3 separate regions of the Mus musculus genome follow, and all the other regions are linked to region 3. Evidence: chromatin contacts called from public HiChIP or PLAC-seq and promoter capture Hi-C data. All regions are on one chromosome and are shown on one strand. Each heading gives the region's core, a stretch centred on a gene start, on an enhancer-like site or on the middle of the called end of the contact. The rest is flanking DNA. Distances are from core to core; before and after follow the strand shown.

The links. HiChIP or PLAC-seq counts read pairs in DNA pulled down with a chosen protein or histone mark. Capture Hi-C pulls out chosen DNA fragments and counts their contacts.
Region 1: a contact with region 3 is called in an H3K27ac HiChIP or PLAC-seq map of microglia, with 5 times the contacts expected there. The contact joins two enhancer-like sites. A contact is called at or near these places in 2 of 484 Hi-C or Micro-C datasets (the HL-1 cell line and Sertoli cells), 1 of 115 datasets of contacts at active chromatin or transcription factors (microglia) and 3 of 9 other capture datasets (adipose tissue, embryonic stem cells and liver).
Region 2: a promoter capture Hi-C map of adipose tissue shows a contact between it and region 3. The contact joins two enhancer-like sites. A contact is called at or near these places in 3 of 39 promoter capture datasets (hippocampal neurons and liver), 18 of 484 Hi-C or Micro-C datasets (the AtT-20 cell line, CD4 T cells, Sertoli cells and 12 more), 9 of 115 datasets of contacts at active chromatin or transcription factors (PVALB interneurons, embryonic basal ganglia, embryonic forebrain and 5 more) and 3 of 9 other capture datasets (adipose tissue, liver and pancreatic islet).

Annotation. Positions count from the first base shown.
Region 1 is chr16:85,131,885-85,134,584 of GRCm38.p6, reverse strand. The region is part of intron 1 of App (amyloid beta (A4) precursor protein); the gene reads left to right. Among named protein-coding and RNA genes, the nearest start is that of App, 40 kb to the left of the region's middle. Within about 2 kb of position 1,299, at least 163 of the 459 cell types and tissues checked have an H3K27ac peak or open chromatin away from gene starts, as enhancers often do. A contact at or near this core is called in adipose tissue and microglia, where this site is marked.
Region 2 is chr16:85,151,284-85,153,983 of GRCm38.p6, reverse strand. All of the region lies in intron 1 of App (amyloid beta (A4) precursor protein), which reads left to right. Among named protein-coding and RNA genes, the nearest start is that of App, 21 kb to the left of the region's middle. Within about 2 kb of position 1,388, at least 78 of the 459 cell types and tissues checked have an H3K27ac peak or open chromatin away from gene starts, as enhancers often do. A contact at or near this core is called in adipose tissue and bone marrow-derived macrophages, where this site is marked.
Region 3 is chr16:84,966,238-84,968,937 of GRCm38.p6, reverse strand. All of the region lies in intron 15 of App (amyloid beta (A4) precursor protein), which reads left to right. Among named protein-coding and RNA genes, the nearest start is that of Gm10791, 4.6 kb to the left of the region's middle. Within about 2 kb of position 1,372, at least 57 of the 459 cell types and tissues checked have an H3K27ac peak or open chromatin away from gene starts, as enhancers often do. A contact at or near this core is called in adipose tissue, bone marrow-derived macrophages and microglia, where this site is marked.

The DNA.
Region 1 (2,700 bases), core at 50-2,549, 170 kb before region 3:
TCACACTGCCGGCCTCATCTTTACTCTGGGCTGTCCCAGATGTTTCCATCTCTGGCTATGCTCTCCCTCATATTTACAGTAAACTTTCTCCTCTACTATACCTAGGAGCAGTTGTGTCTGCCAGTTTCCTTTCTTACGTTCCTTCTCCTGCAATACAATTCACTTTTGTAGGGGCTGAGAAGGGGCGGGCTCATCCTCTTACACCAATGAGCGTCCTTCTCTTCTGGTTTTTGGCTAGGGCAGTAGTTCCATGTGTCTTCATTTAGTATATACTCAAGGCTGCCTAGCTGCTCGTCCTGAGATGTCGTGACTCCTTCCCACACTCTCCTGTGCTTCTTAGCTGCTGCAGTCATCACCGTGCCTAATCCATACAAGTGCCCCCGTCCTGTGGTGTGTCCAATGAGACACCACCATCCTACCTTTCTTTATTCTTTCAGCACTTTCTGTTCTGAGGTGAGCCTTGTCTGAGCCTGTACCACTGGGTTGGATCTCCCCACAGTCCTTTTCTGTGGCTATGCTTACTGCCTTGGAAATGTTTACATGATCCTAAGTCACCAAACCAGAACTTCCCTGAAACTTCGCCTCCGACCGACCGAGACAATTCTGTCCTGTCTACTGGAAGTGGCAAGGGCTCCGTAGCCATCAGCACCGAGTTTGAGTTTGGCTTATCTGTCAGCGGTTGGTTTCCCGCATCATCCTGAAAGTATTTTCTGTTCACTAGTTCACTAGCCTTTCTTTCACTTCAAGTGTTAGGTTAGGAGTGGAAATCTCTTGAGAATCCCTTTGTGCAGCTGAAGGCATCTCAGCTGCAAGAACTAAAACAAAACAAAGTAGCTGATTGGGTGCTTCATTCAGGAAGTATGGCTGGCCACTGTGTTTGTGCAATCCTGGAGCCCAGTGGGACAAGCCTATGTTACTCCTCTCAGGAATGTGCTATTCGAGCACCAGGAAGTGAACCGAGCTGCCTGGCTCAGAAATCCCCCTTGCGTTTTGAGCTGTTGCCTTTAGAATGTTCTAGGAAGAGCCCGAGGTCAGGCCAAGTTCAGCTGCAATTGGTAATGGCCTAAGAGTGAATTCTGTGCTTTCTTTTCTCCATTGGCTCCCACTGCGAAAATCTTATATATCCCTAAGTCGGGGTTTATTTTATATCGTTGCACAGCTTTGTTAATATCGACAAGTTCTTTGCATTTTGATTTTAATGTTATTATTTTTTTACGCCGGGCATTCTTTAGCTCTTGTATTTATTGTGGGAGGGAGGCAGGCATGTTGTAGAGAGCAAGGAAGTTGTCACAGGAGGTGGAGTCGCGTTTATCTTGTTTGTACTTTACAAACTAAACACAAGCCTTCGCTCTGCACTTACAATGCTTAGCTGGATGCTAGCTGGCAGTAAAGACTTCACTGCTCTTATCACTTTTGACTTCAAATTGCCCCCTAACACAAAATAGAGTGTTGTTATATCCCTTTCAAAATTATAGCCCCCACCCCACCCCCCCCCCCCCCCAGCACTGTGTTTCTGAGAGCCTTTGTTGCCAAAGGAATGGCAATTTGAAAAAGTGGTTTTTGTTTTGCTTTTTGGTTTTGGTATGGCTGGGGGCCATGAAAAGGGAGGCATCTTTGATAGTGCCTGACTCTAAGTTACTTGAGAAGGATAGTCTCCCTGTTCTTATCAAGCACATAGCTGGAAACAGAAACCTTTGAGTATTCTTTACAACCCCGGAGAAGAAATAATCTTGGCTTACCCTAAGAGAGATAAGGTAACAGAAAGCGACTGGAACAATGGACAGGAATGCTGTTTTTAAGTGATCACCAATTTTCACATGGACTCCCGTATTCGCTCTGAGTCTTTCTTGTGCCCACAAGGCAGTTTCTGCTACACCCAGTGCCCCTGTGGTAAAAATACAATACCATGAGAGTTATAAACGCAGGGGAACAGCCGATGAGCCAATGTTATGAAGCTTTGGAAAGAATTAAACCAAGGGATAAAATGTAAATATTTGTTCTGCTCATGTAAAAAAAAAATGTTTCACGTCCTCATCCTGAAGCATTCCCTGTGACTCTGGTACACATAGAAAGGTGACGTCCTAAGGCCACAGATTGTTGCTTAAGTGAAAACCCAGATTCACTTCAGTCCTGTCTGAGTTGGTCACTGGTCTCTTGGTATCTTTACATGAATGTGTACATGCGCTTCTCAGAATAATGTGTGGCAAGAACCCTCACTGGGTATGCCACACCCATTTGAGCATATATTGCTTTCACCTTGGGAACCGTGGCCATAGTGACGTGTTTGCTGATGAAATCTGTACACAACTGACCACAAGTAGTACAGGATTTCCTATTCATATAGCTCTAGGTAAAGTGTGAGTAGAGATATAGTCTACTTGATAAACATTGTATCCACATTTGAAATATTTCCTTGTAAGTATGTATTGGCCAAAATAAAATATATACAGCTGAAAAACCATCAGGTGGCTAAATCGTGTCTTTGCAGAAGTCTCAAAGAGAAAGAATCAGAGGAGGGCTATGTAATTAGTCAGAGCTAGAACTTGGTAGCAGTTGATTGACATCTCCCTATAGGCTTCAGTGCTGATGCTTAGAACAAGACTGCTTCTACTTAGGTTTTTCATCCCCAGATCTGTGTGTAAGAACCAGCATCATATGGTCCATACACTATCGCTGGTCCTAAGTCCTGTCATGCATCAC
Region 2 (2,700 bases), core at 139-2,638, 190 kb before region 3:
TTAATAAAACTGAAGTTCCATACCATCAGCAGAACAGGAATTATAAAAGATGACTTCAGTGTAAGAGGCAAAGTCATTTGTTGAGCCCCAACTCTACGTGAAGAAGAACTCATATTCAACCATGGGGGGAAAAATGAAAAGACATGAAATGCCTGATCTCTCCAAACTTCTGCACTACTGAGTAGATAGCAAGCCAAACTCACCAATCGATATATCCTGTGACACTGGGGATTAGTCTGTGGAGGGGAGGGGCGCTACGTAAGCAAGTGAAGGGCTCAAGAGACAAGTCAGAGTCAGTACGAGTGTTCATGGGAACAGAGACCAGGCACTTTGCTGTATGGATTCTTTTGACCCGAAGGCAACGGAGAAATAGCAGACACTTGAGGCTTTTACCCACTCCTCTCTGCCTACATGTGGATCAATTTCCATCTTTGATGGTGTGAGCTGTATCAGGAAGGAGTTTATCACTGATCCCGTGGACATGGCACTGACCTTAGTCTACAGAAGCAAACCCCTGGTTTCTTCCATCTTTTTTTTCTTTGCCACCAGTAGCTGCTCTTAGCAGCTCCAGGTCTCTTAGACTGTGAATCATTAGCCTTCCCTTTGCATGTCAACATTTAGGATAGTGAGGAATACTGGACTATCTTATAGCCATTTCAGAGTCTCTGGGGGGAATAGGAAAAGGAAAGAATTTGCATTAAAAGTCAGCTGATCTGTCATGTCAGAGGTGTGATTTGTTAGTTTTGGGAAGACCATTATTCTTTATGGTACATGTGAAAATACTGACTGTGTAAAGAAGCCCCTTATCCGTGGTGAGAACAATGGTAATTAATAGCAGATAGACCTTCTAGAAGTCAGTTGTGCCCAGAAGTGTGTTTCATGTAATCCCCCGCTGAATGGGAATTTAAGATTGGACCACATGAACAATCTGTCCTTGGTGCCTCCTGAGCCACCTCTGCACTGCCTACGTGAATGATGGGTGGGACTGAGCTAGTGGGTCCTGTCGGGCCAGACATCCTCTCCTTGAGGAAGACAGCCTTGGGGTGGGATGGACTGATAAGAAGGCAGACTGGGAGTTTGTTAAGCCATCAGCCAGTTCTCAACTGCTCTGGACCCTCCCTGCAGCAGGAGGGATGCTGAGGAGTAAGACCTCCTCCCACCTCCACTCACACTCGCTCCTTGGTGTCTTCTCTGCCTCTCTCTGCTCGCATCACCTTTTTCCTAGTCGTCTAAGTCAGCGGTTCTCAACCTGTGGGTTGTGACCCCATTGAAGGTTGGGCAAGAGATTTTTTTTTTTTTTTTTTTGCAGGGGTTGCCTAAGAACATCGGGGAAGTACAGACACTTACGTTATGATTCATAACATTTGCAAAATCATAGTTAGGAAGCGGCAAGGAAAATAACTTGACGGTTGGCTCACCACAGCATGAGGAGCTGGTTGGAGTCTCCTTCTCTTTATCACAGCTCCAAATAAGGGAACCCTCAGAAGATCTGGGGGTCACTCAGAACATGGGTCTGCAGATCATGCAAGATCCAGATTATGAATTTGGGTCCTGACTTGGCACAGCCCAGTAGAAACGCGGCTGTAGAGGAATTATTAACTTTCTTAAGCTTCCATTTCCATATCTACAGAGTATTTGTTAATAGTGCTGTTAGGAGCCATGCTGAATTAATAAGAACTACAAAGATAACATGTGGAAGGTACTGAATGAAGGATTAACATGGCTCTTCTTGTCATTTCTTGGCCCCTTCGTAACAGCTCTTTTCTGACCTTTCTATACAGTCCTGACTGTACAGGCCAGTGCTGCGTCCCCTTTTTACAAATGCAGGGGCTGAGAAGAGCCCATTTGCCCAAGGTTCTTGTCTTCTGTTTCAGCTGCTGTCAAACAGCCGGAAGGCTTCCGTTCTAGGCGAATTCCCTCCCTGACTGTACCTGAGACCAGGTTGTTAAGATTTTCCGCAGGGCCTTTCTTTCCTTGCTTATCCATCCTTGCAGTTCTTGACCTTCTTGAACCCTACAAAACCAGCTTAGGAAGGAATCTAAAGCATGCTGGTCACAACGAGGACCATTTCCCTGTCCTTCCCTCTGATTCTCCACAGTTGACCAGGCGCCGGTGACAGCCTTGGCTGCTTGAACCAGCTAGAGAGAGCCACGGAATTCCAGGCTGCTTGCTTTCAAAGGGCTCCACTAACCCCTCTGAAAACAAAGGGTTGTTTATCACATATCAAAGCATACCGGGCAGGGATAATTGAGAGATCTTCTGATAGGTCATGTGGTTTGTAGTCTCTGCCCAGGCTTCTGGAGTGGGTGGGCCGTGCTCCTGCCTCAGGTAGCAGTGACTTCTGTCTGCCAGGATTAGTTCTGTGTGACTGTCCTGTAGGTGTGCATAGCATCCGCTCACCATCAACACTTTATATTTCTCTGCCTAGGTCCCTAGAAAATAGATTCACAAAGAAAACCGTCTTGTACTTTGTATGGTTTCAGGTGACTCTGATATTTCATGAATTCACAAAACCCGAGTTGAACACAGCACCACCTAGTCTCTGGTCTAGGAGAGGTGTTTTGTTTTTTCTTTTCTTTTCTTTTCTTTTCTTTTCTTTTCTTTTCTTTTCTTTTCTTTTCTTTTCTTTTCTTTTCTTTCCTTTCCTTTCCTTTCCTTTCCTTTCCTTTCCTTTCCTTTTCTTTTCTTTTTTTTTTTTAG
Region 3 (2,700 bases), core at 123-2,622:
TTTCTTTCTTATCTGAAAAACCAGGATATTGTAACTTTTAGAAGATAGTGTCACCCACAAGCCACAGCAATAATGATGCCGATTTTTAGACACAGTGACAATCCCAGCTACTCACTCTTCCTGGAATGTTTCCAAGCAAAAACTGGACTCTTGCAGACAATAAGAAAACACATCAGCAGTCTCTTCACTTGGTGTGTTAAGCTACCCCGCCATTATTCCCTGTCCCATCCTTCTCCAGGCCTAACAATCTAGTTTCGTGACCCCAAGAGATATTTTCCTATTGATTTATTTCATTGTTCTATTGTTTTGTTAATCTCTCTGTAATAATATTGCTTAGTGCGTAGAACATCTTCTAAATGCCATTACGTGCTGAACAGCAGTGAAAGAGGGACTCTTTCTGCTGAGTCTTACACTACTGAACTGTGAACATTGCCAGTCGTGCTAGCATGTGACGTGAATTTGATTTTTTTTTTTTGCCTTTTTCTGTCATCAGATACACTGTCAGTGTCCTCTCCACCATACCAGGAGCTTATACGGTTTTAAATGGGGACGTAATAATTGACATATTCATCGCAATGCTGTGCTCTCTGCCTCCCCCACCCCCTGATATAAAAGGGAAGACTACTTACAAGTTTTCACTAAAATCTCAGAAGTAACTTTAACTGCCGTGTTACTACTCGCATGTGGTGAGGGAAGGCTGCATTAGAAAGAAATCACTGTTGATCTAACGAGGAAGTAGGTCAGGTTTTATAAAGGTTTGGAGGAAGATGAAAATAAGCAACCGGGGTGATTTAAAGAGCATTCATGTCACTGCCACATTAGAAAAAAAAATAGTGTCAGGAAGTACAGAGAACAGAGTGAGTTATAATATGAAAAAAATAAAGGTAATTTTTTTAAGTAATGTAAAAATAGAAGGTTGCAGTTCTTCAAGTAGTATCCAAGGACAAGGGCTGTCGAATGAAAACAAGCAGAGCTAATGAGATGAAACAGAAAGGGGACTTACAGGTCTCGTTGTGTCTTTCCTGTCTAAATTAATAAAAATGATCTCCCGATGAAAGGAAATTAAAGTTCAGATAGAACACCGTGAGAAAAGAAAGCGCTAAGCCTTTGTATTCGTTGCCTAGTCACCTATCGCTGTGTAACAAGTAGCCCCAGAACTTAGCAGCTTCATAGAGCAAGCGTTTAGCTCCTTACAGCAGTTTCAGCCAGCCAGCATTTTAGCATAGGGCAGAGCTGGCTGGTTCTGGCTCAGGCTCTTTCATGAAATCACAATGAAGACACTGCCAAAGCTGTGGTCTCCTGAAGGTCTGGCTAGAGCTGACAGAGATCAAGCACTCTCTTGGCTGCTGTCAGGAGCCTTCGGTACCTTCCCATGGCAGCTGGCTTCCCACACACCAAGAAGTACAATAGAGGGAATAAGAAAGAAGCTTTGGTGCCTTTTATAAGGCATCAGTTCTGCCATGTTCTACTTACATAGATACCATATCATCCCCTGCTCCGGAGAACAAAAGAACAAAGTTCTGGTTTTTTGAAATCATTATTAATAATAAATGTGTGTTGTATACTCACATATGTAGACAAGTACAGTTCCCTACAACCCAGGCTAAGAACACATGAAGAGGAACTTGAACAACAGTGGCTAGTCATTGTGAGAGTTAGAACAGAAGAGTAGGAAGGCCCAGCTAGAAGGAAATGGGGAAGTGTGATCCAGAGGCAGAAGCGAGGGAGAGCAGCATTGTACTGTGAGCAGATTGGCATTCATCATGAGCCTGGTTTACGGTGGGTTGTCCAAGGGAAGCGTTGTGGGCAGTTAGACAAGAGGTGGTGATGAGTCACACCCAGCATGGACTGCCCAGGTCTGTCAATTATACTCACTCTCAGCAGAAGCCATGCTGACTGGCTGACGGGCTTTCTCAGTGCTTATGACCTTGTGCTTTTCAGGGTCAGCAGGGGGTTGACAAGTTTTCCAATACTTGATGGACAAGATTGGAAGAGCCATTAGACCCAGAAGAGGCAATGAGTTCCCACAGGAGTTGCGGGAATTCACAATGTGTAGCCAGAGAAAGGAATCCTCACTGCCTTGCCTTTAATGTCTGACACACGTGCTCAAACCTACCTGGTGTCACAGATAGATGCCTGGCTCACTCGAAATAGGACCAGGCCCTGCGGTGTAGGTTACAGGGAGACCGTGTTGCAGTAATCTGTAGGAAACAAAATCATTCTCTCTGGTATGCAAACTGACCTCTACCTTTGAATTCACGTAGGTGCTAAGAACCTGCCTCCATTGGAAACATCATGGAGGAGGTGGCTCTAAAAGCCCTTCCTTCATAGCCTCAGATTCTACTTCAGTAGGATCACTTCAGAAAACACGACAACTGATGCAAACGGACATCCCTTCTGTCTGTCTTCACTTCCATTTCTAAAACATATTTTACCTTTTAGTTTTGAGCCTCAGATGAATAGTTGAATCATGAAACGCTGTAAGAATTGGTCCAAGAACCATGCAGCCACGTATAGAGAAAGAGGAATTAGGTAATGAATTCTATTGATCCCAGAGACGCTCTCTGTTCATTGTGTGCTCCTTTCGAGTCAGCGGATGAAGCGATTCCACGGGGCGTGTTCAGCTAGAGAGCTGGGATGCTGAGCTAAACAAATTATGTGACTGACAGTGCTACCGCCGTGCAGAGAAATATGAACATG